2 separate regions of the Danio rerio genome follow, and region 2 is linked to region 1. The links are chromatin contacts, called in public Micro-C maps. All regions are on one chromosome and are shown on one strand. Each heading gives the region's core, a stretch centred on a gene start, on an enhancer-like site or on the middle of the called end of the contact. The rest is flanking DNA. Distances are from core to core; before and after follow the strand shown.

Evidence for each region. Hi-C and Micro-C count contacts between places; a contact is called where the count stands out from the background.
Region 2: a contact with region 1 is called in a Micro-C map of caudal fin, with 10 times the contacts expected there. The contact joins the promoter of tanc1a here to the enhancer-like site in region 1. A contact is called at or near these places in 3 of 18 Hi-C or Micro-C datasets (caudal fin, hematopoietic stem cells and an unstated tissue).

The regions. Positions count from the first base shown.
Region 1 is chr6:12,976,575-12,980,481 of GRCz12tu, forward strand. wdsub1 (WD repeat, sterile alpha motif and U-box domain containing 1) reads left to right here. Exons shown (of 12, transcript NM_001077769.1): 5 at 1,591-1,624; 6 at 1,760-1,800; 7 at 1,872-1,978. Among named protein-coding and RNA genes, the nearest start is that of wdsub1, 10 kb to the left of the region's middle. Within about 2 kb of position 1,432, at least 15 of the 62 cell types and tissues checked have an H3K27ac peak or open chromatin away from gene starts, as enhancers often do.
Region 2 is chr6:13,159,000-13,163,162 of GRCz12tu, forward strand. tanc1a (tetratricopeptide repeat, ankyrin repeat and coiled-coil containing 1a) reads right to left here and starts at 1,816. Exons shown (of 27, transcript XM_005165845.5): 1 at 1,750-1,816.

The DNA of each region.
Region 1 (3,907 bases), core at 182-2,681:
AAGCCAGTCAAAAAATCGAGTGCAAAACTTTTCTAACGACCAACCAATGATGGCATAAAAACCACCTTCTGATGATTGATAGGCACCTGCTCATTAGCATGTTGACCTGAGGAAAAGTAAATACGAAACTACATTCAAGACTGAATAAAGGTTTGAAAGGGGAAAAAAATTAAGTTTCAGTTGAGCATTTTCCTATTCCTCAACTTTTGTGTAATTTATTTAATTGTTTACATGCCCGCACCATTAATTGTTTATATATTTATTCATGCAGGAATTTTTGTATTATGTATTTATTTATGTATTTGCATATTTATTTTATTTATTTTTTATTTTATTTATGCTGGAATTTATGGATTTATTTCATTTATTGGATATTTTTTTAATTTTGCAGGTTTCGTCCTCCATAGACCAACAATTTGCAGTAACACTCTCTATTCTGTAAATTAGGGGCTTGTATGTACAAGAAGCCTAAAAGTAAATTAAAAATAGACCATCCGTTACTCATTGTAAATATTTTAATTGACTCCTATGCCTAATCTACGCTTGTCCATTTATCAGCCAAATGACTGGGGATACAAACTTTTCACCTTTCTGCAAAATTCAGCAATTTAAATGAAAAACAACTGTTGTGTGTTATAACTAATAAACTCAACTGTAAAAAATACTGTAGTATATTTTAGTTTTACTACAGTAAGATGTGGTGTATTGTAGTATGTTATACCTTATAATTGTAGAAAACTACAGTATGATGCAATCCTTTCTTTATGAGCTGGATGCGCAGAGGTAAATGCATATTTTGATAGGGAGGTTGGACAGCCCATCGTAATGTTCAGGCCAAATGTTTTGATTCGGACAAACTTTTCTTGGTTCTACACTTTCCAATCAATATTAAAAAAAAAACAAACATCTAAATATATAATTTAATGATTGCTATCAGAATGTAAAGAGACTTTTAACCAGCACAACAAAAATAGTTTCTTAAGACAATCTATCAACCTATTGAACTTTAGTAGCGAGATAGTTCACCCAAAAATGAAAATTGTCATAATTTACTCGCCCTTATTTCAAATCTTTATAAGCCTTTTTGTTCTGCTAAACGCCAAAGAAGAAATCCTGAAAAAAGCTGGAAACCTGTAACCACTGACTTTTTTTGTTTTTTATGGATAATTGTTGTTGTTAGTATTTGTTTTTCCTACAATAAAAGTCAATACTTTTGTGTTCAACATAATAAAGTAATTGCTAAAGGTTTGGAACTACTTGAGGCTGAGTAAATGGGGAGAATTTTCATTTTTGGGTGAACTATCCTTCTAATTTTATCCAGAAAACGCCACCAAACTCTAGCTCGCAGTTCCTCTGTTTTCCGCTGGGTGGTGCTCTGCCGTCACAGACGTCAGCAGTGTGAAGCACAAACGATGAATGCGCGGCGGTGCTGCTGACGTCTTTTTGCTAAATAACACACTCTGATGAAATGGATTGTTCATCCGCTGTGTGTCAGCAGACAGACAGACTCTCGATTTTACTGCACATAAAGGCCACAGAGAGCCTGTCTGACTCAACGCCTTTTAAATGTCACTTTCTCTTTCCCCACAGATCAGTGGATAAGACCGTCACCGTGTATCAAGCTGTGAGTCTCATTCATATTCATCATCACATATTTCTGTCCAACCAACAAAAATAAAAGAGGATTGACAGCTCAGCCCGCTTGGATGTCATTAGCATAAGGTTTACATTAAAAATAATAATGACTTCTCCTTTGCAGGATGAAGGCGTCTTACTTTACACACTTCACCAGCATGACAGGTGAGTTCGGAGTGTTGATTATTAAGGGTTAAAACTCTCAGTATAAGTTACTGATCACTCTTTTTGGGTAGGTATGTGACTGCCTGTGCATTTTCCCCCACGGCCCCTCTCATCGCCACAGGCTCCATGGACAAAAGCGTCAATATCTGGAGGATGGAGGAAGGCAGCAGTGCACAGGGTGAGTTACTAACACACAACTGAGCCTTCAAATCATATTCAAAATGCATTGCGTTGTAGAGTTTATAGTAAGGCTGCACAATTTTTTGGTTCAGCATCGATATCGCAATGTAAACGATGGCAGTAGTCACGTTGCAAGATATGCAATGTTGAGTCTATTATATATCAATGTTGAGGAATATAATGTACAGTTTGCACATGATTTAGAGGCCTATGACTGTTAGGATTGCTCCATTAGTAACCTTAATAAAGAAATGCTAGATAGATAGCTAGCGATTGTAACTTTTTTCTTTATTGTATTTAACTAGGCTTTTACTTTGTTTATTAGATTTTATGCAGACGTACACATCAACTAAATCATCCCAGTCCCAACAATTACACAACCTTTCCAAATATATTTTCAAGTCATCTGGTCAAATTGTATTCATATTGCAATATTCATCACAGACTTGCAAAATATCGCAATATTAGATTCTCCCAATATCGCGCAGCCCTAGTTTATATAAATATGGATCACTCCTATTCTGAAGTACCCTTTTATAAAATATGGTTGTTTTAGAGTAAATTGTCTCTGTGTTCTGGACAAGGTCTTATTTGTTTTATTTCTGTAATTAGTTTAGTAGAGATTAAATGATTTTAAAATCATTTAAACCAAACAATACCAGAAAACATTCATTCCATACACTGTAAAAGGTATGGACGTAGTATCCGTGACGTCACCCATAGGTTTCTTATAAGCGCATATAATGCTGCAAGTGGGTGTGGCCAACCGGCCCCATTTTGTTCGTGCGTCATCGCTCCAACTGGGGGTAACCAAATAAGGGCAAAGAGGCAGAGCCTGAGTGGAGCTAAAGACACACTTATCTTTGGGAGAATCAATTAATACTTCATTACTTGCGACTCGCTTGTGTTCCGACCACTTGTGCTTGGTTGTACACTATAGCCCTACTCACACTATGCTATCCGTACCCTGCCCAGGCCCGTTTCCCAGATTGCTTGAGAAGTGTGAGTGCGCTGAATCGGGCTCAGCATGGTTCACTTGGGCTTTGGCACGGTACACTTGTGTGAGAGTTCAAAACACGCCAATGCCCGAAACTGAAAGGGAGACGTGACTTTTAAGGGAACTGCTGTAGTTTATTAAATACTCTCTGCACGACAGCTGCGCACCTTCAGCAAACCTCCTAATTCCTGCAGCACGAGGACTTTATGATTGTTTATGAGCGTCAAAAGTGGCTGATCTGTTCGGCGAACTATCTGACTGCGTTTCACCTCATCCCTAAGGACTAAATTGATATAACTAGAGAAATCTCCACTGTGCTGAGCGAGAGCGCTTACTGAACAGCGCATCATCGATGATGTAAGCGTGCCCAGGCCCGATTGTAATGTGAGTACGGGCCGTCGGGGGAGACAGGAGTGCTTTGGTCCGGTTCGAGGCAACTGTACATAGTGTGAGTACGCCCTATATCAATAAAGTGTTTAGTCTTTTAAAAACACTGTTGTAACACATTAAGCCACTAAATACATTTTTCTACATGAGGAAAACGTGAATGACTTCCAAATACTTCAAATACAGTCTGTGTTCGTATTTGCAAGGCTATTTATGAAATCCAGGCATAAAACTGTATGACAACGTTTCAGATAACTGTTCTAGAGCTTACAGCTAATCAATCTGTCAGATGCTGGAGTTCATTACAGGTCTAAAGAAAAATATGAATGATAAATGATCTCAAATAAAACAAATAAAACAAATACGGGGGGGATTTTGGGCAAGTGTTTCCTGTGAAGGGCATCTCAGCCAATGAGGGCAGAGGGGCAGTGGCTCTAGCCACCAGGCCACCCCCCTGTGCATGGCCCTAATCTGGGATCACCATAATGGAATGAACTGCCAACTTATGCAGCATATGTTTTACGTAGCGGGTGTCCTTCCTGC
Region 2 (4,163 bases), core at 566-3,065, 180 kb after region 1:
TGTATGGAAAGTCATACATCACATTTTTCCAAAATCAGCAGCATGTGTGTGTGTAAAGAAACTCTCAGGCTTCAAGTTGTGGATTTAAAGATCCATATATTAAGGAAAATTTGGTTTTATATTCTCATATTTGGACTTTCTCTTTAAAAATATAACAAAGAAAAGTATTATTCGCAAATTCTAAATAGTGAAATCATATTAGCAGTCATCGACTATCAAAGTACAACATTGATCACAGTCAATTAAATAGTGCAAATTTTGTTTTAAAGTCATATTTATATGTGATTTCAGTCCGAATATTTAAAGTACCATAGTAAATGTCTATGGAGTTAGATTTGTTTCTTTATTATTCAATCAAAATTATTTAGTTTTAGGGGAAAATTAAGTACATTCATTCATTTTCTTTTCGGCTTAGTCCCTTTATTAATCCGGGGTCGCCACAGCGGAATGAACCGCCAACTTATCCAGCACATGTTTTACGCAGCGGATGCCCTTTCAGCCGCAACTCATCACTGGGAAAAAATTAAGTACACAGCAATTAAAAAATAAAAGATTGCAAATAAAAAAACAACCATATAATTAAATAACGTGTGGGGCTTAAAATGTCAATGTCAATGATATTAAAATAATTTGGAATGCAAAAAAATAAACTATTGCCCTATAATGCAGTTACCACAATTTTCATTGCACACTCTCTTCTGCTGTCATTTATTGCACATCTAGAATCTTCTTTGCTTGCGGGTTAAAAGGTTTTTAACCAATGTATGCCAGGGTATGCCTTTATTTTTCAATGTATGCCTTTATTATTTAAACAAACTTATGAAGTTTTTGACCAAAATAAGGCACATTGCATTTAGAAAAACAAAATATTTAGAGATGGGCCGGTATAAGATTCTGACGCTATGATAAGCTTGGATAATACCACAGATTCATAGTATTGTGATTACTGCTTTTTTTTTAAGGTCTTGGTAAAAAACTAAATCTAACTCCATACGTGTCACAAGTTGTGACTGAAAAAATGTGCAAATATAGACCAATTTGAGGGATGTAATCAAAAACAATGGTGCAAACTTATTTCATGCTATACATTTTTAATTTCTATAGCTTTTGAGAATTTAAAAAGAGCCACATATTGATAAATAATGCCACAATAGCTGTTTTAATATTAAGTTTTGATTGAACTGCCTCTTGTTTACTGCTATGAAATAGTTTGATAACTAGCAGGAATTGTTCATGGGCCAATGACATGACCACATTGAAATGGTTAATAAAGCAATTTTATCCAAAACATCCAAATGAGATGTCCACCTCCTTTCCATTTAGCCTTACAGTATTGTGGTCAATTTACAATTTTGAGTGGTCAAAAACCACATTCTTAATGGAAAAAAAGTAGTCAATGGCTTAATATGATATCACAGCATTGCAAAACATTCAACTGTTTGTGTACATATTATGATCAACACTGCTTCAACAACAGACATGAGAATGACAGACCACACAAACAAGGTTGAAGTCTAATTTGAAACGGTAAACTTCATGTATTAAACTAAACTGAGTTTAGAAAAACAACAACTGTAAAATCAATAAAGAAATCTTGCATGTTTGATACAGTAACGTTACGTTATTTAGGTGTTTGTCGGACGCCGCTTTATAGTAACCTAACAAGAGCAGAACCGAACAAGTTTGTCAGTTATTAATTGTTTATAGTACAAAGATAAATTCAGAATTAAAAAATTGGCGAAAACTTACCTGTTTTGACTGAGATACCGCTAAATGTCGTCCTTACACACGCGTTTCTTAGCCAGTACAACTTTCCAACTGGAGTGAAGGCGTGAGTGAAGGAACCCGCTCCTTCAACTCCTCCCTCTGACGAGTCAGCCAATCAGAGCAGGCAGCGCAGTATAAACACGCCTCCCACCTCTGACTGAAACATGTCATACTTACACAAGTTTTTAAAATAAATATAAACTTTACCCATGTAGTGCACATCCAAATATTGTGATGTTACTGATATTTGAACCTTTTGTATGAATGAGTGTGAAGACATTTGTCACTTGTTTTTTATGCAGTATATAATCATTGTTTTAGAATGATTTAAGTTCATATTGCTTGTTATTTGTTATTTTGAAAACCAAAACAAGTTGTTAGAAGCCACTGTGAATATGCTTATACTTGCTGGGAAATTTGACTTTCACAAACAAAGGTTCCTAAAAAAAATATTTTATAGACTTCCTATGTGAAATAGAAAAATTAATCAAATCACTTAGATTAATTGATAATAAGAAATGTGCTTCTTTCTTGAGTAAATATAATGAGATCCTTCATGCTAATTGTTTTTTTTTTTTGCATTATCATTTCCTTTAATTATTTTTAATGTACTTTTTTGGTTTTGCTTAGACCCTGTGTATCTAATATGAATATTGTGTAAAAGAACTGTTTTCTTTTACTGTATTTTAAGTTGTATTATACAGTTTCCTGATAAATAAATATAAGCCCATAATTAAGAAATGAATCATGCACCATCAAACATCTCAAACCCATAAGTTTAAACAACAAAAACCATTGTCTTTATTACTAGTTTTATTTGGTTTTAATTTAAGAATTTGATAACACCTTTGTTACTGTATATAACACCTTTGAGATGCATCATACTGTACATAAGAACCAACAATGAAATATCAACCAAAAAATCTAATGACACCTAACTCTAAAGAGTTATTCATTTTACTAATATATTTACTATATTTGTCCTGATAATTTCTAGAACACGAAAAACTCAATTTATTAACAAATATTATAGAATATTCTCTTTATCTAATCAAAATTTTTAAAACTAAAAGTTTTCATAAAGATCTTACAAAAATATATCCATTTTATATCCATATCCTTTTAATTAATATAGCTAAATGTAGAACTAATAAATCCAAAGTAAACAAAAATAATTATACATTTATTTATCTATATGTCTGTCTATTTATGTTCTCACTTTTTTATCCTAATATATATATATATATATATATATATATTTTTTTTTTTTTTTTACAGTATATGCAGCGCCCGAAAATCGGCTAAGTGTAACCAATGTGCTTTCACAGGCGTAATATCATTGTGCCTGCTGCAGCCATAGGACAGCAGCCAGATTCCTTGATTATTAAGCTGGAATGAACGAATATATGGCTAGGCCATATTAGCTTAGAAAACAGCAATTTTTCATTCTCAGTCAGTCTTAGTAATGTACCTACTGAAGAGTCAAGCTTTAAATATCAGCTTCAATGATCTATGCTAAGCTAAGCTAAAAGTGCTCCAGCAAGACCCAGGGTAAATGCATTTTTTAAAAAAAGATCAAATTATTTCTAACTTTTTAACTCTAGGTGACTTGGAAAATGACCCTATTTTCAAAAAAAGATTGCTCATTTATCTTTATGTATTTCAGGGTTCATACACACTTTTACTACCACAATACCATGACTTTTCCATGATTTTTCCAGGACTTTCAGGTAAATTTTCATGACCTAATGTTTCATGCAATATCTACATATGCGTGGTAAAAGAAAAACAATGCATGTTCAAATTTATTACATATCATAAAACACGCAACAATCTATTTAGTTTTAATTTATATGTAAAATTGATTTAGATAATGCTCACAACGCACTAATAATGTGAGAGTATTTGATTGGCCAAGGACAGAAAATAAGTAAATAACCTATATTTATGTATACAGATATTTATTTTCCATGACTTTTCCAAAACTTGAAAATACCATTGTCACAGTGTAACCGGTCAATCATAACAACCATGTAAAAACTCCATGACTTTTCCAGGTTTTCCATGACCGAATGAACCCTAGTATTTCCATCCTGTTATGTTCCATCTTATTAAATAAGTTTTGTTTATTATTGTAATGTATGCCTGGCAGCATTTAGAAACGTATATCATACAGCTAACTTATTAACTGTACTATTAATACGTTTGTTGTTGATTTCTCAGTTTAAAACATTTCATCCTGACCATAAAAACTTTCATCCAAAAATAAAATTATTCACCATTACTCACATTTGACTTGCCTTTATGTACAATTCCAGTCCTTTATTTAACATTTCTTTAATAAGATATTGCGGAGAATGTTGGCAACTAGTAGACATCCACAGTAGAAAAAAACA